4 separate regions of the Mus musculus genome follow, and regions 1, 3 and 4 are each linked to region 2. A link is a contact called in public Micro-C and promoter capture Hi-C data. All regions are on one chromosome and are shown on one strand. Each heading gives the region's core, a stretch centred on a gene start, on an enhancer-like site or on the middle of the called end of the contact. The rest is flanking DNA. Distances are from core to core; before and after follow the strand shown.

Region 1 (4,541 bases), core at 986-3,485, 480 kb before region 2:
TCAAATTGTGTTGATCGGGTCCTCATCCTGGTTCCAGACAACTTTGCCACTTACTGTGTAACAAGAGCCTGGTAGTTCATGTTCTGACAAGGCAGTTTAGTGGATACACTAGTATTCACTCATCCAACAAGTGTTTGTTGAACAACTACTATATTTCCTGGCCTTGCTTGTCAGGTGAGCTTAACATTTTCAAGGAGAGCCAACCACAGAAACAAAAAAAGATTGGGTGCTGTTTGAGCTGAGACAATCTACAGAGGGGAAAAAGAAAAAGCATTGCTTTTTATCTCAAATGTAATAGTTTCCCAACCTCCTTTCTCTTTCTGTATATCCAGGTGCTTCCAGCAGCAGAGTTGTTGGATTCTCTGCCGGTGCCAACCAGATGGCTTACAGTTCAGTTCTGTTCTGAAAGTAACCATAGCCAGTCCCCTCAGATAAGAGGCAATATCAAAAGACTCTCCCATCCCGATACAACCACAAGGCCATGTTGCTATCTGTGCCTCTGAGCCATGGGCCGTATGTAATTCAGCTTCAGCAACCCCTTCTCCCCCTTGGGTCTGTCATTTGTTAGAGTGTCTCTCAGAACACAGAACAGTTCATTTGCTGGACAGCTTAATGCACACAATACTGTTTAGGAAGCCACGCTGAAGAGTTGCACCCGACATGGGGTCAGGATGGGTGGTGAGCTTTCATGTCTTCTCTGATGTCTTCTCCACCTTCCCTGGAGCCATCAGACTCTAAGGGTTGAGGTTTTATGAGGACTGATCACATAAGCACGGTTAGTATTAATTCCATTGCCAGCTCCTCTCCCCTCCCCAAAGGATGAGAGGTAAGGATTAAAGTCCCAAGCTTCTAGCCATGGCCTTTCTGGTGACTGGCCTCCACTTAAGGGACCACCAAGAACCACCTCACTGAAAGGAAACACTGCTGTCCCCAGGACACTCCAAAAGATCAAGAACCTATTCTGTGTGTTTTTGTTTTGTTTTGGTGGAGAACCAGGGCCAAAGACCAAACAGCACAATGAAATATACCCTAATGTCCATGCTTCCAAGGGAGTTACACAGGTTTTTAGGAGTGGGCTGGGAGCCAGCGACAATGACCAAATGTGTACTTTTTCTTTTGTGTTACCCTATGGTCATCAGGAGTAATTAGAGGTGAGTTTAGGGGATGCGACTAATCTCATCTAAGACAGTAAAGTGTCTTAAATAGATACTGTGTAATTATGGCTGTTTTGCTTTTACGCTCACTGTTATGATTTGAAATGTTCATAGCATCCAAAAGTCACATCCATCTGAAGGTGGTCCAAATGATAGTGCTAAGAAAAAGAGGCCTAAATTCAGTGTGTTTGGAATAGCAATTAGACAGTGCTAAAATAAGGCCATGTACCTTAATATTGTGTTAGCCATTCTGGAGAAAGCATATATTTCTTGAGAAACTATAACATTATAATAAAATCAGGCAATAATGGTGATAGATTTGTGTGCTGTGAGAATTCATCTCTCCCTGGTTCCTTTTGACTCCTGTGGGAGAAGGACTGTGGAGCTGTGCCAGGCTTCAGGATTAGGGCTCTCACATGAGGGGGCTCTGCATAACTTTCTCCAAATGTACTTACTTAGAGGGGAAAGCACATTTGCGCTGAAATCTCTACGGTTTGGCTGCAGGGCACTCTGCAGAGCCGCCAGCCCAGCTTATAGTTCAGCTCCAGCCAGGCACCCGGTGGTCATAAAGTGTATGATGGCCACTCTCTCAAAAGCCATTTCACCCTGGCTTTAGGTAGAAACTCTATGGGTGAGGGGGGTCGATTTTTTCCCCCAGCTCAAGAAGTGGCTTATTAGTCTAGACTTCTCCACGCTATTGAATCCGGCACGGACTATTTATCCCAGCTGAAAATTAGTATTGTGTGTGATCTCTTTGGCCACTGTAAGTTCTAATTTTTTTTTTTTTTTTTAAGAAATGGGCAAGTCTAGTCAGTGTGAAACTTAATTTGGTTTTGTAGTTGAAAGGAAGAGAAGCCCATCTCCCCCCTCCCCGGAAGTAAATGAGAATGCGTTTAGTCTTTCCATTTTGCTATTCTAAGAAACACCAAGCAAACAGGATAAAACAAAAATCAAACATTCAAAACAAACAAACAAATAAACAAAACCAAGGCAAGAGGAATGGAGAGATGTTTCAGACATTAAGAGTACTGGCGCTTTTCCAGAGAACCCAGGTTCCACCCACATGGCAGCTATTAACCACCTCTAACTGCAGTTAAAGGGATCTGTTTGCCCTTTCCTGGCTTCTGTGGACACCAGGCATGCATGTGGTACACAGACATACATACAGGCAAAACACTCATACACATTAAACAATATTAACTAAACAGAAGCAATGGCCCTGGTTTTATTACAAATCTTTGAGTCGGTTTACCCTCAAGTTTTCCCTCTGGTCTCTCTAGTATGTGAATCAGCAAATGGCCCCAGTCTCTGAGCCCAGCTCAGTTTAAATCATGTAGGCGCTCCCAAAAGCCTTGTAAGTGATAAATTAACAGACGTCGAGAAAGAAATACTCTTTTGCTTTTCCCTCCACCAGTGCTGTCCTTAAAGTGATCAAGATTTAATCCAGAGCATTAATGACCAGCTCGGTGACAGAGCACCAGCCTCACACGTGTGAAGTCCTGAATTACTCAATTCCTAGCATGGTGGGGGAGGGGTTAAAACACGAAGCTGATACATGAAGCCAACAGGATACTGATGAGCGGTCTGTTATTATCCCATCCTGTTTTTAAAAAATAACCTATTTTATTATCAGTCCCTAATCACTGGCACTTACTCCCCTACTGACTCACACTGCATATGAAGTGAAACACCATCCGTGACTCAGTTTAATTACTAAATCCTGATTGCCTACATAAATTAGCTGCTCTCTCCATCTGACATGGTGGGCACTGCTGACCTCGGATTGCTGGAAACACTTGTGGTCCCACTGGTGGTCAGTGTCGTGCGTGTGAAGGGCTTCTGACTGCAGTAATGTCCTCAAGCAGTACGGTGATGTTGCAGAGTCTCGTATTTTACCAAGTACATTATTGCTTCCCATTTGTCCTGGCTATACATCAAGGAGGTCTAGTTCAACAGAATCTGCAAATTATCCCTCAACAGAAGAGGCTGATATTCTGCATTCGTATTTTACAGCTGACACAGAGGCATTCATAGAAATGAAGTGTGTGTCGTGTATCGGTTTTGGACTCTTTCTGTTGTCAGTGATGGAATACAAAAGCCAAATTCATTAAAAAAAACCAGAAGTGGAGAATCCCTAGGTCATGAAAGAAGACTCCAGAAGTTTCATTTGGAGAGGCTCTGTAGCCCCAGCATTGCTAGCTGAACTAAGGTGTCCTCAGTGTTCGGCTATTCTCCATGGTGATCGGCCCCATTCTGAGGTTCTGCAAGCTGCTCTCTGAGCGGCTATGGTGTCCCTCACAAGTCCAACCAAAGGGAGTCTCGATCATAGAACCACTGGTATTGATCAACCAACCAGCCACTGTGTCTGAGAGGCAGAATGGATAGGTTGGCTTGGACTAAGGCTTTTCCTCCACTCTTGCACTCAGTGGGAGAGGCATCCCACTAGAACGTAAGAACATATCCATGCCTACTGAAGATAAAGGCGAGTCTTAGTAGGTAGAAGATCCATAATCCTAATCATCATGAAGAGAGGCCATCTTCCATTCTTGACTCTGGACTAAAGCAGTCTGTGCAGCTCTAGCCACACTCCTCACACGCACCACTTTTTTTTTTTTTTTTACACTCAGTTTCTCACTCAGTTGCCAAGTTTGCTCTTAGTAGGACTTCTTTGCTCTTCCTCTTTACAGATTCCTTTTGTAAATGCAACTCCTGTCAAAGTTCATGGGTGTCAGCTTGTTAAACAGCTATCTGCCTCCTCCTCGTCCTCCTCCTCTTCATTCCCCTCCCCGCTTTCCCCTCTTCTTCCTTCCCGCACTCCTCCTCCCTGTCTTCCCCTCCTCTTCCCCTCCTTTTTCTTCTTCCACTCCTCCTCTTCCTCCTTCTTCCTTCTCTTCCTCATTCTCCTCCTCCCTCTCCTTCTTCCACTCCTCCTCCCACTACTCCCTCCTCCTACTCTTCCCCCTCGTCTTCCCCTTCTCCTCACCAACCTCCTTCCCCTCCTCCTCCCCAAACTCCTTTCCCTCCTCCCACTCCTCTTCCCCCTCCTCCTCCTTTTTTATCTTCAGTCTTCCTCCTTTTTTTCATTTCATTTGCCTTGGAGTATAATTTATGTACACTAGCTATGGCTAGGCAAAACAGAAATATTAGGAATATTCTATGGGAAAATTTCCAAGGCAGCTGGTAGACTAATTTTGATTGCTAGAAAGCAGCCAGCCCAGAAACTGACAAAGTTTGAAAATAAGTGAACACGGGAGCACTGGAGGAGTTCCTCAGGACAGCGGTATGAAGAGAAGATTTGCCTTTTTCAGAGCATGATGGGATTGGGCTGGATATATTTGGAAGTTGTTAGATGCTTCTGGATGCCCTGGTTTTGGCCAGTGTCCTGAA
Region 2 (4,322 bases), core at 1,740-4,239:
CCATCAAATTGACAATCAATATTAATCATCATAGTTGTGTTTTAGATTCCTCGCCTGGCAGACACAAGCAGAAGGCATGCAGATTTCACATGTATCCCTTGTTGCTACATGTATGACATCTCCCATCCAACATACCCCACCAAGCTGGCATACTTCACATTAAGATTAACTTATTTTACCCAGAATCCATAGTTTTCTTAAGGTTTAAGCCTAAGTTTTCTTGGCACCATACAGTCCGTGTTTTGACAAGTATATAATGTCAGTTATCCATCGTTAGAGTCATACTGCATGATTTTACTGCTCTAAAAATTCTCTGTTCCACCTGCTAATACCCTCCCCCACCACAGCTCTTGACAACCACTAACCAACCTTCTCAAGGTCTCCGTAGTTTTGTCTTTTCCAGAATGTCACAGAGTAGGAACCACACCCTTTACAAGCTGGCTTCTTCACTTAACCAGATACATTTCAGGTACCTTTATAGCTTGATTGCTCACCTGCTTTGGGTCCTGAATAAAATTACAATATACAATGTACCACAGTCTACTGCCCATCCACCTACTGAAGGACATCTTGGTACTTTCACATTTCCGCAATTACGAATAAAGCTGGTACAAATACGTATGTGTAGTTGTTAGCGAGCACAGAGCTTCCGTGATACTTGGACAAACACCAGTAAGCACAATTCCTGGATTGAATAATAAGACTATATTTAGTTTTGTAAGAAGCAACTAAATTATCTTCCATATGGCTGGACCACTTTCTTCTTTTATCCTCACTAGCAATCTGTTCTGTGTGGTCAGGCTTGTTAGTAACACTATGACCCTGGGCATTTGATTTAAGTTTTCAAACCTGACCAGACCACCTACAGGGATCAGTGGGTAAAGGCACCTGCCACGGACCTTAACCATCTGAGTTCACATGCCATTGTGCTTGTGAACTCACACACACACACACACACACACACACACACACACTATACATACCATTCCATACCATTCCATACACACATACATACACACACAGCATCTGAGCTCACGTGTCACCTATACAGATACAAGTTTACACACACACACACACACCATCTGAGCTCACATACAATTGCATGCACATACACATGCACACACAAACACATACCTCCCATCTGAGTTCATATGCCATTAAACATGCCACACACAAAAGCATGCACACATACACAAATATGCACACATAGGCACATATACAGACATAAATAAATGTAAAAGGAATTAAGAACTAATAAATAGTATTTTATAGTACTGCTACATCAATATTTGGAACTAACATAAAATAACATATGAGAAAAACTATAACTATGCCCCAATACAGAAAACCTAAGATTCTTGATGAAGTTCTGCACCGAGGTAGAGTAACATCAGGGCTGGTCTGCTGACCACATCCACTTACTTGACCTGCTCACTCAGTTTGTCTACACTTGCTTCCTCTTCTGTACATCTTTATGTTTTGTGGTGGTGGTGGTGGTGATGATGACGGTGATGATGAGGGTAATGATGGTGATGCTGGAGGTTGTGGTGATGCTGGAGGTTGTGGTGGTGATGGTGGTGGTGGTGGTGGTGGTGGTGGTGGTGGTGATAGTGGTAGTGGGGTGTATATGCACATGCGTTTGTTGTGTGTGTCTGAGCATGCAGAAACCAGAGCAGTATGTCTTCCAGTGTTGCTGTCTGCCTTATTCCCTTGACAGAGTCTCACACAGAACCAGGAACTTACCATTGGTTAAGCTGGTTTGCCAGCCAGCTCCAAAACACAGATTAATACCAAATTTTACATGGGTCCTGAGGATTCAAACTTAGGACCTCGTTTTTTACAAACTTTTTACCCTCTGAGATATTCCCCTAGCCCCTCTGTTCCACAGGCTTTAATAAAAACTTCTGTGTCCTAGAAACAACCTGAAGAATGTAAAAGTAAACAGATGACATAGTCCACTAACTTCAATGTCTGATAATTAGTGGCTTTTCCACCTATCTTCTTTCACAGACACTACCCGATATTAAGTGGATGTCTTTAGGTTTCTATTGCTGGGGTAAAACATCGTGGCGAAAAGAAACTTGAGGAGGAAGGAACGAGTTTGTTTCAGTTTATGCGTCCGCAGCACACCCTGCCATTGAAAGAAGTCAGGGCAGGAACCTAGAGGGACCCTGGAACCGGAAGCAGGAGCTTGCGCAAAGGCCAAGGGAAGAATGCTGTCTATTTTGCTCTCTAGGACTTGATCAGTCCTTAAAGGCATACAAGGACCAGCAGCCCAGGGATAGCACCGCCCACAATGGTCTGGGTCCTCCCACCTCAAACGCTAATTAAGGAAACAGAGTCCTAAAGGCTTGCCTAAACCTCATTTTATGGGAGTCACTTTCTCAATTAAGGGTTCTAGTTTGTGGGGAGCTGACACAAAACTGGCCATTTTAGTGGGAATTTAATGTTTATCCTCCGTGACTTACCTGTGGTTCTGAGGGCTCAAAACACAAACACTGGTGCTTCTCTGAGCTCTAATCCTCCCTTTAGAGTCAAAAGGCCAAGCAGAGACACTCCTCAGACTCATAAACTCAAAATCTAGCTCTGCCGTTCTTTCTGTATGATTTGACCTCCCTTGCCTCTGTGACTCCTTGTAAAATGAGTACAATCGCATCTGTCTTGTAGTTTGGTTATCATGCGGGGTTTAGACCAGTGCCTGACTCGAAGGACCCTCTAGGTAAGTAAGCCATACTTAGTATAGGTACCTGTGAGGACTGTCAACTCTGAATCCATGCTGTCTAGAAAATGAGCCAAGCCCTAAAAGGAGGGGGTGGGAGTGGGGGTGGGCGGGGGATGGGCGGGGGGTGAGAAAAGTGAAAAGAAAGAAGACAGAGGAAAGGGTTTGGGTTTGGAGGAAGCTGGAGGAGGATGTGAGGGAGACAGGGGAAGGGGAGGGCTTGCGAGGGGGGCGTGGTGGGTAGGTCACGACTGGAGCAGAGAGGATCCTGGATCCAAGAGCCACTTGCAAGCCGGTCCTGGGCAGTCCGTGAGTAGAAACAGGAGGAGGGGCTGAGGAAGGGTGCGGTCTGGGTTGCCACCCAGGCTAGCCGGGAGCTACGGCCGGCCGAGGCTGATCTTTCACCTTCGCTGAGCTTCTGCCTGGGCTTCGCCTCCGCGGCCCCAAGGGTAAGTTTCCCATGCCCGCCCCTCTACAACCACGGAACATCAGGTTCCCGCGGAGTCCCAGGTCGTGAGCGCAGCTTGCTCCTGGGGCTGTTCCCTCCCCTCCCTTCCCCCAAGCCCTCTTCCCTTCTATGGAAATAGAAGAGACTTGACCTGGGGGGCACAAGGGCCGAGCTGAGTAAGTTATCAAACTTAGGGTCTTGCAGCCCAAGCTCACATCCAGGGGACTGCTCATTCCTAAATGTCTCGGAAACATTTAAAAGAAGAAGGGTTAGAGGAAGGTCTCCTGCCCCTGCTCAGAGTTCTGTGCTGAGAACTTTTTTCCTAAGGCTCCCATGAGAGATCTTTCTCCCCTCCAAGTGTCTTTTAGCTTTACTTTGTATAGGTAGGAGAAAGATGTATTGGACTTTGAGAGTTGGGGAACTTCGGTTTTCTCTTTTAAAAGACACCGTTTTCTTTGATTGCAACAGAATTCTATTCACTAGACATGAATCACCTCCCCTGCTTCTTGAGTCAGCAGGTGAGGTATCGAGGTAGAGGTATGTGGTTTGTGATTGCAAATAGCCATATATAGAAGTTCTGGGTCCTGTGCCAATAGAAAGTTGAGCAGCCGGGGCAAAATTCTTCCCCAGGAGGTGCGTTAAAGAGAAGAGGTTCCTGCCCCCGAGAGAACTTCAGTTTCTACTCCTCACCAACATCATAAAAAGCAGACTAAAAGGTTATTCTATGAAGAATCATTACTGGTTTTCCTGAAGGTGGAAGTTTCAAACTGCCTAGAAAGGTACTTTTAAACTCAAACGAAGATCAGACCACTGTCCGCAGATCTGTTGGTGTTGAGAAATCGGTAGAAATGCCAGCAGGAGGAAGTACAAGAAAATGTAGCTGCTGTAATCCCCTTCAGGAAGGATGTGTTTAAAGCTCTATTGTTAGATCACTTGGCTTGCACTATGGAGTAATTCTCTACTTTTTACAAGCTTAAAGGATGGCTTGATAATACTTCTTAGAAATTTCCACATTATATTGGATCAACAAATGTCAAGCATCAGTTTGGGTCCGGGGCCACAGGGCTTGGGGATTAACGGTTCATTCCTTTGCAATCTAGATGCCTGGGTTCAGTCGGGTCGACCCAATAGCTGTATGGTGGGGATTTCACTATT
Region 3 (4,599 bases), core at 103-2,602, 260 kb after region 2:
TTCACTTCCTCTTCCCAAACAACCCCCTTCTATATTACTTCCTGTCTTTCTTTTTATCACCTACTGAATTCCTTTAAGGTACCAACCGGAATTTTCTGAAATGTTGTCATGCAGTTTTTTGTTACTTTCCTTTTAGAAAGATAAGTGTTGGGGGGCTCCCTCTAGTGGTACATAGAGGTATTATGAAAGAGGGGTAGTGTGTGCTGCAGGAACTGTGGGCATGATAAATCAGGCATATACAGTGTTAGTTGTTAAATCATTTGAAATCATATTAAGTGAAGTCACTAAAAATATAGGAGAGATTTATTAATGTTTTATAGAGTTTATAAGTATAGAAAGCAAAGTTGAAAAAATATGTAATTTTCAGATTATATTGGTCCCACACTCATGCACATACTGGCAGTACTAAATGGACTGAGTGGGTATCAAAAACAAACAAACAAACAAAAGATCTCATGAAGTTGTGAGGGGCAAGTTTTGAGGGAAATAAGGAGGAAGTTGGAGGGGAGAGATTTGGGGATTGGATTTGTTTCAGATACATTGTGTGCATGTATGAATGCTAAAAATAAATTTACCTATTTTTATTGTTGTTTTGAAATGTCACTTATGTCTGCTAATCCTTGTTTTCAAAATTGTGCTTGCTGTTCTGCTGTGTGCATTTGGGGCTTATGCGGAGTCCCAGTCAGACATTTCTCCTGATTGCCATTCAGTGTTCTAGGACAACAAAGGTTGGGTGAGCAGGCAGCCTGACTTGGCAAGCACTGGCTTCTCTGGTTTTACCTGCTCTAGGAGACAGACAGCATTTTCTTTCTCTTGAGTCCAAGTGAGGGGGATTATTTCTTGTGTCTTTTTAAAGAACTGGATCTGGGTTTTGTACAAAACCCTGTGAGAACATTGCTCTCTGTGCACTCTCAGTCGTAATGCTGTCCCTTAAGTCTCCTGTACTTCCAGCTTGGCAGGCTGACGTTTCAACAGCTATGGCTGCCTGTATTGTTTTCTTTATTAGCTTTATTGAGCTGATATTCTGAGGTGGATACTTAGAAGGAAACCAGATGACTGATGTGGTCATCTGTAATAATCAACTGTGTCTGTATTTTGTAGAATGAATAGTAATTTAGAGATAATTTCATTATTTGGAATGAATTATATTTTTCTATTATAGAATAACAGATACCATTGGACCAACAGAAACCTCAATTGCACCAAGACAAAGACCAAAGGCCAATTCCACTGCTGCCACTTCCAGTGTGCTGACCATTCAGAGTTCAGCAACGCCTGTCAAAGTCCCTGCTCCTGGGGAGTTCAGCAACCACAAACCCAAAGGTAATTAGCCTTTGCAATTCTGACCTTTCGATAAGGTTTGTTTGCCTTGGAGTATAAATAAATTTAATTGACCATCGTAAAGCACAGAGCCCAGTGCTTTAAGGAAAGCCTGGCTACATGGCTCGGTCAGTAACGTGCTCGCTGTGCAGGCATGAGCACCCAGGTGGAGATCCCTGCCCCCTCAGTAAAGACAGATGGGCATGGCAGTGTGCTTCCGCAACCCAGCCTGGGTGTGAGGTGGTGCACGGTGTGGTGGGAGTGGGCCGCTGCGGGGGATGGGCTAGGGGTAGAGACAGGCCTGTTTCCGGTTTGAGGGCCAGCCAGTCCAACTGCAATGACAGCTTAGTGAGAGACTTGTCTTTAACAGAAAAACGTGGGACAGTGACTGAGGACATCCAGACCCCAACCTTTGTCCTCTGCATGTGGATGAGCCCTCTCATGTACACACACGCACACACACACACGCACGCACGCACGCACGCACGCACGCACACACGCACACACGCACCACAAGAAACTGTCTACTGATGTCCCGTAAACCAAACCTTTTTTATTTAAATTAAGGACCTCAACATAAAACCAGATACACTGAATCTGAACTATTTTTTTCTAAAGGCAAAGCAGAGTTATTAGTGATATAAATGTTTATAGAAGTCTCGGTTTGCTTTGATATATGGTCATCTCTTTGATATATGGACCCAAGCTCATCTCTTGGGTCATCAGCCGAGAGCTTTGAGGCTGGCTGTACAAGCGCAGGAGACTTAGATTGGACAGGAAGGGATTTCAAGTTCATCTCGTAGTGTTACAGGTCTCTCGAGCCTTGGGGAAGGAGCCATGTGGAGATGACAGCATAAGCACTGTCTCATTTGATTGTGAGAAATCGTTTTTATAATGCTTTTTTGTTTGAGTCAGGGTTTCTCTGTGTAGCCCTGGTTATCCTGGAACTTGTTCTGTAGACCAGGATGACCTCACACTCACAGAGATCTGCCTGCCTCTGCCTCTGTAGTGCTGGGATTAAAGGGATATGTCACCACCATCTGGCCTGTTTTTATAGTCTTAAAATGCATTATGATTGTGTAATGCCTAAAATAGATATTCCTGTAGAATATCTCCAATAGAGTAAATTTAAATTTTTAAGGTGTCAAAGATGTAGTCTGAAGAGTCACCTCCAGAAGACCCTTATTTACATAATATTTCCTGACAAATCTGTCCTGTTTTAAGTTTTTATTACAGATACTGTAGTGGTTAAGAATACATATTTGAGTCATGAATCCGATTTGAGTTTCATTTCTCCCATTTTCTTTAAACTAACATACATAATAAAAGCATGTGTAGCTGTCTACTCGGATTCCTGAGACCTTTACCTGTCTGCGTAACATAAAGCCTGATCCAGAAGTGTTATGAGATGGTAGCTGTCACTTATTACTACGTAAGTCTAGGCTCAGGGACAGCAGGCGATGCTTCTCTTTGCATTCATTACCTCGCACATTGTGGCAATGAGTTTGTGGTATTGAAATGCATCAATTGGAATATTAAATCCATGGATAGGAGAGATGACATTTTGAACTCATTTGTATATCATTCCCATTTCACTTAAAAATCATTTTCTGTGTGTAGATGTTTTGGCTGTATATATGTATACCATGTATATACTTGGTAGCAGGGTCCAGGAAAGATGTCTTGGAACTGGACTTAGAGACAGTTGTGAGCCACTGTGTATGTGATGGGACCTGACCTGATCCTCTAAGAGCAGGGATTACCCGCAGATGCTGAGCTATCCCTCCAGTCCCCAGTGACATCATTTGCTGTTATTAGTAGTGTGGTGGTGAACAGCTTTACAATCAGTTCTTGACTTCCATGCCGGTGCATTTGTCTGAGGATTATATTAAACATATCTGGGGGCTGGAGAGATGGCGCCTTGGTTAAGAGCCTTTGCTGCTCTTCCAGCAAGCCCTCACTTGGTTCCCAGTTCATACATGAGGCTGCTCAAATCTTCCTGTAAGTCCAGCTCCAAGGGCACCTGCATGAACATGCTCTCTCACACACACCTCTCGTAAAGGAAACTTTAAAGAGGAATATTCATTTACAATTTGTGAACAGTCAGATTTGACCCAAAGATTCCAGGAACTTACAGCATCAGCCACAGTTTCAGTCCCCTTTACTCTGGTCTTTGCAACATTTGAGAGTTGTCCTGAGCCATCTTGGATAGGGTAAGGCATGCAGGTGACTTTACTGGAGGTGGCCCACTGTTTTTGCATGGCTGTGATGGATAAACTGAATTGCAGGGCCTTCAGAAATTTCATCTCAGGAGTGCTTCTTGCAGCTCATATACCTTTCCTATCACTATTACATAGTATAAGGATTCCTGGGCATAGCCCACCCTATTGGGTAGATTTCCTACAGATCAACATAAAGATGAACTTTCATGAATTAATACTGTTTAGATAAATTAATGACTTTATAAAATTCCTCATTTGGTTAAAATAATTTTAGGAAGAAAGTTTTAAAAGATGGTTTTATTTTGCCAAAAAGATATAATAAAATTTGAAGCAAGTATAGAATGTGCCCACTCCTCATAGAAGGTAGGTAAAGGCTGTGTAATAAAGAATACAGTAAACTTTCACAATTACACTGAAAAGAGAAATAGGCTTGAGACAAATTTGTGATCAAAGAAAAACATTCATTTTAGGTCAGATCCAAGGGTGAAGCCACAGATGTGCTCTATGATAAAGCAAGGCCATGTGAAACCATTGCTCTGAACTTATAATGAGCTTACAGATTGGAACACTGCTTTGAACTTACTGCCCACATCCTTCTGTAACTCCCCTTTTGTGTAACATTTTATTTATTTATTTTCTAAGAACTTCTGTCTATAGAAAGTCCAGAGAAAAGAAATAAAATGTGCCTTCGGGGCCTCTGCCCCATCCATCCATTCATCCATCCATCCATCCATCCATCCATCCACCAAATGTCTATGTATGGTATTTGGGGCTCAGCCCCATCTGTACATTTATGTATATATACATGTATACGTATATGTCTATGTATGTAAACACACTTAAATATTTGTGGAGTTGGTTGAGACAGGTGGTTAGAATGTATGTGTGTATGAGTGTGCGTGTGAATCTGTGCATATTGCCTGTGTAAAAGATTTAAATTCTTTTCCTTTCCTTTCTCTTTGGTTCATGAAGAGTTAAGGAGTGTAAGCCTCTCACCTGGCCAGCGAGAGGCTCCAGGGCAAAGGAGAAAGGAACTCTACACTTAGTCCTTTACTTA
Region 4 (4,267 bases), core at 1,619-4,118, 320 kb after region 2:
GAGAGACAGAATACACACAAAGGAACCCGATAGAGAGGTCCTGAAGACAGGGAGGCATGCCAGAGCAATTTTGCTATGCAGGTTCTGAAACCAGTTTCAGCTTCAGGTGGCATGAGCTTGCCCCTTTTCGGAGCAATAGGAGATTCCTTTGTATTTGGGTACTACCTGTACTCTTAAAATGTCTTGGCAGCACAGGCTGGCAGAGACTCTATTATTCAAACCAGGAATCAATTTCTTCATCCATAAAGAAAAGGCACTGCGTTTGGTGCTCCTGTTTGCTTCCAACTCTTTCGAAATTCTGGGAAATGGTTCTTCGTTTTTCTATAAGGTGATATCATGACTGAAGATTTAAATACTCCTGCACGTCTCTAGCAAAGCCAAATCTTTAGTTAAACTAACACCTTGGCTGCTAACAAATCAGTTTTCTTTTCGGTGGGGAGCAGGGTAAGGTTTAATTATTCTTATTTCCTGCTTGTGGGTGTTTTACCTATACTGTCTGTCTGTTTGTGTATCACATGTGTGCCCAGTACCTGCAGAAGCTAGAAGGCATCAGGTCCCTTGGAACTGGAGTTATAGACAGTTGTGAGCTGCCATGTAGGTGCTGGAAATTGAAGGCAAGTCCTCTGGGAGGGCAGCCAAAGCTCTTAAGCACTGAACAATCCCCCCACGCCCAAGCCCTGAATCAGAAGTTGTGAAGAACACGAATGTACAACTAGCTGTGTGCAGCAGTCCCTTCGGGTCTCACGGCCTTATCTGTATGAGGGCAAAACATGGTGAAGTCTCCATAATCAAGAATAAAGAATATTGTGTATCTGGAGACGCAGACTTTATCATGCCTACCATCAACATAAAGGCTCTCTGCAATTGGGGGAGGAACTAACAGAATGCTCTAGAAGCATCTAATTACAGGGCTGTTTTGGCAAGCAGCGCTACATTCTGCCTGTTGCCTCAGCACTCATTGGATGGAACCCAGTATAACCTGATTAACTAAACATACTCTATCCATGTTCCTTCCCAGGAACAGAGGCAGGTAGAATGGATGGACATATAAAACCTCTCTTCACGTGTAAAATCTGTCTGTGAGACTCTTGAAAGTTAGAAGAAGAGAGGCTAAAGGTCCAACTTGGATAAGATCAACATTGTAGGAAGACTATCCCCACAAAAGACAAAGTAGTACTGTCAGAAAAGCTGGGCACTCGTAAATTTTGTTTATCTTCAAAATCAACAGGTTAACTCTTGCTCAAATTTCTGAAGCAGTTAAGAGGCATGTTTGTGAACTTGCATCTGACTCAACAACTCAAGATCTAACGTTTTATAAGTCCTGGTTTCAACTCCTTCAGATTTGGACTCAAGACATCAGAATGCAGAGGAGCACTGCTGGGTGGGTACAATATTCACAGCAGTCCACTTCTGGCCTGTCTCCTCCATCCCCACAGCAGGGCCTAGCTCTGATTTCTTAATTATGTACCAGAAGCACTGGGGAGATAAAGCAGTAATTAAAACTCAAATTGTGACATCCACTTGGTCATCCATTCAAACAAGGCCACAAAAATCCTTTCAAGGCAGTACAAAAAGAAATGGGATGGGGAAAGACTGTGCTGGAGAGATCAATAAACGCACACGTGGCTGCTAGTTGGGCAATTCAACAGCCCACACTGTGGGAAGCAGAGATGGCCACTCCAGTGACCTGGAGGGCTGCACCATGCTTCTGATAGAGCAAAAACTTTAGTACATACAGTGAGGTCTGACAGAAGACTACCCTGAAAACCAAAGCCATTTTTAAAATTTTCTTTTTAAACAGAAGCTTCTGAGACTCTCATTTTAAAGCTCTAAATCAACAAACCCATGTTGTTTGGAGGCTTCTAAGGTGTTCTGTTGGTCTGGCTGTCCCCTTTCAGAGTTCTTTGCTACAGGGTTTCTCCTACACAGCACTTTCCACAATTACTATTATGTAATAGTGTAATTATCCCTTTAGTGTCTGCCACTCAGGCTAGACCTCAGCAGCTTCATGGGAACGAGGACCATGCCTGCCTTCTGCAACTGGTATAGTGCCTATTAGCTAGCAGAGCCTCAATGCGCATTTGGTAGATGATTGAATGAATCAGGGCTTCCCACATACATATGCACAACAATGTGGACCTGTCTGCTATTGAATGGACATTCAGCTGGCCAACACTTCTGAATCCCCACAGAGCTGCCCTAGAAACACAGCTCAGGTATACAAAGCAAATAAGGTTCGGCCTTTGTCAGTAGGGAAGATTCCAACCCATATCCCCAGTGATTACCAAATGGAAAAAAGGATGTAAAAGCGCTTTGTAAACAGCAAAGGGCCAATGGAGAAGGGAACGATGACCACTGTAAATATCATTGTTATTTCGTGGATCAAGGGCCCGCGGAGGAGAGAGAGCAGAAAAAAGATAAAGGGCCCAAAGGTGAGGAATTGATGCGCACAGAGAATAGCGGAGAAAGATGGGGAGAGCAGACAAAAAGCGTGAGAGGAGAGGATGCGCCGCAGGGAGCAGCCACTGTACCTTTTGATACACAGTCTGGAAGGAAGGTAGGCCCGGTAGCCGTCGGTGATGTAGGGGTTGTCTTTGAGGGATACCGGGATCTGTTCATAGGTGTAGAGGCGGATGCCGCGGGGTACCAGGACCGGCCAGTATTGGTAGCTGCCCAGCTCGATGTAGTGCGCACTCTTCAGCAGCTTCTGATGCATGGTTCCCAGGCGCCGGCCCGGCCCCGCCTCCCCGGGGAGGGGGCTTTGCCGCTGGCGCCCCCGCCCCGGAGCCGCCGCCGCTGAGCCAGGAGCTTCGGCCCGCGTCTGCTCAGGCCCGGCTCCGCTACACACACCTCCGCCGCTTCAGCTCTGGACGGCCGCCGGCGTCGCAGCCTGGTCTGACGTCAGCGCGCCGAAAAGCCCCGCCCTCTCCACGCCCCTCGCCTTGGCGGCCCGCCCTTCCTTCGGGCTTTACCAGCAGGACCCGCCTGCCGCCCCGTCCTTTACCTGGCTGGAGAGCCCCCTAGTTCCTCCTTCGCCAGCCAGTCAACCTCTGGCCCCGCCCTACTGGGTGTCCCGCCCCTAGCCAAACCCTCTTAGCCGGTCCACCGCTAGTCCCGCCCTTCTACCCGGGCCGCCCCTAGTCCCGCCCCCATCCGGCCCGCCCCTAGCCCCGCCCTTCTGCTCTGCCCGCCCCTAGCCCCGCCCCTATCTGGCCCACCCCTAACTCCAATCAGGTCCGCCCATCTCCCTTCAGCTTCAGGTGAAAAATCCAAATCCAAGTACGACCAAATCCAAGTGATTCTTTTTTTTCTGTTTTCCATTAGAAGTGATATTTACTGTATTTTGAATAACAAGAAGAGAGTAACAGAAAGGTAAATAATTCAAGCTAACTTACAGCTGGATGGTGTATTGTTGATGAGATACACACAGAAGGGACCTTGGTGTGGATTTTTTGTTTTTGTTTTGTTTTGTTTGTTTTTGACTACTAGGTACATTAGGATTTTTTATATATTATATTTATTAACAAGTTAAGGTCGTATTTAGGACAAGACACATATCATAGTAATTCATATAAATATCTACCTATATACACTGATACAGCTGTGTGAACTGAGGAATTATTTTATGATGGCAAGGTTAAACTTGAAACTTATCTTTAAAGTACGTTTATAAGAGGTAAGAAATGTGATCATGTCTTCAAGGTGAGTCACTACTGAGTGAGAGTCATCTGGTAATTATCTTTGAGTTCAGGGGAAGACCATGAAAATGTAAATATATATATTAAAAGACCATAAATATTTTATTGTTGGACAGTTTATCAGTCGGGAAAGAGACTCATTCTGGATATCACCAATCGTTTTGTTTTAGTTCAAACTGTCTAACTCAGATTTCTTTCTTTTATAGAATACAATGATACTTTATAAAACTTAATGTTTTTCCATATAATATATCCTGATCACTGCTTTCTTTCCCCCATCTTCTTCCAAATCACTCCTACCTTCTCGCCATTGAAATTCCATGCCCTTTTCCTCTCTCTAGAAAACAGACAGGTAGTTTAAAAATAAAACTATGAAACAAATAAAACAAAGGAAAAGCACAATAAACACAAATGTACAGAGATATGTACACATAGAAGCACACAAATACAGACAACTCTATAAAAAACACAAAATCAGAAACCATAATACAAGCAAAAGATCAACAGATAAAAAAGTCCAGCAATGTGGGACAAAACTTTTTTTTTTGGTAAGGCAAAGGACATTGTCA

The links. Promoter capture Hi-C pulls out the DNA fragments that hold promoters and counts their contacts. A called contact is a pair of places that touch in the nucleus more often than the background predicts.
Region 1: a contact with region 2 is called in a promoter capture Hi-C map of second pharyngeal arch cranial neural crest. The contact joins the enhancer-like site here to the promoter of Anxa3 in region 2. A contact is called at or near these places in 13 of 39 promoter capture datasets (3T3-L1-derived adipocytes, the C10 cell line, the HPC-7 cell line and 8 more), 1 of 484 Hi-C or Micro-C datasets (the CH12 cell line), 8 of 115 datasets of contacts at active chromatin or transcription factors (embryonic basal ganglia, embryonic limb bud, embryonic stem cells and 5 more) and 1 of 9 other capture datasets (embryonic stem cells).
Region 3: a promoter capture Hi-C map of liver shows a contact between it and region 2, with 4 times the contacts expected there. The contact joins the enhancer-like site here to the promoter of Anxa3 in region 2. A contact is called at or near these places in 15 of 39 promoter capture datasets (the 3T3-L1 cell line, 3T3-L1-derived adipocytes, the C10 cell line and 9 more), 17 of 484 Hi-C or Micro-C datasets (the HL-1 cell line, MC3T3-E1-derived osteoblasts, Sertoli cells and 12 more), 6 of 115 datasets of contacts at active chromatin or transcription factors (bone marrow-derived macrophages, embryonic stem cells, extraembryonic endoderm stem cells and 2 more) and 4 of 9 other capture datasets (adipose tissue, embryonic stem cells, liver and 1 more).
Region 4: a contact with region 2 is called in a Micro-C map of embryonic stem cells, with 3 times the contacts expected there. The contact joins the promoter of Paqr3 here to the promoter of Anxa3 in region 2. A contact is called at or near these places in 9 of 39 promoter capture datasets (the 3T3-L1 cell line, 3T3-L1-derived adipocytes, the HPC-7 cell line and 5 more), 4 of 484 Hi-C or Micro-C datasets (bone marrow-derived macrophages, embryonic stem cells and granulocyte-monocyte progenitors), 5 of 115 datasets of contacts at active chromatin or transcription factors (bone marrow-derived macrophages, embryonic stem cells, microglia and 1 more) and 2 of 9 other capture datasets (adipose tissue and liver).

Annotation. Positions count from the first base shown.
Region 1 is chr5:96,309,211-96,313,751 of GRCm38.p6, forward strand. No RefSeq gene overlaps it. Among named protein-coding and RNA genes, the nearest start is that of Fras1, 62 kb to the right of the region's middle. Within about 2 kb of position 2,236, at least 2 of the 459 cell types and tissues checked have an H3K27ac peak or open chromatin away from gene starts, as enhancers often do. A contact at or near this core is called in second pharyngeal arch cranial neural crest, where this site is marked.
Region 2 is chr5:96,790,396-96,794,717 of GRCm38.p6, forward strand. Anxa3 (annexin A3) reads left to right here and starts at 2,990. Exons shown (of 13, transcript NM_013470.2): 1 at 2,990-3,168.
Region 3 is chr5:97,055,704-97,060,302 of GRCm38.p6, forward strand. Bmp2k (BMP2 inducible kinase) reads left to right here. Exons shown (of 16, transcript NM_080708.1): 10 at 1,163-1,323. Among named protein-coding and RNA genes, the nearest start is that of Paqr3, 54 kb to the right of the region's middle. Within about 2 kb of position 1,353, at least 8 of the 459 cell types and tissues checked have an H3K27ac peak or open chromatin away from gene starts, as enhancers often do. A contact at or near this core is called in liver, where this site is marked.
Region 4 is chr5:97,108,728-97,112,994 of GRCm38.p6, forward strand. Paqr3 (progestin and adipoQ receptor family member III) reads right to left here and starts at 2,869. Exons shown (of 7, transcript NM_001359910.1): 1 at 2,532-2,869. The coding sequence starts at 2,716.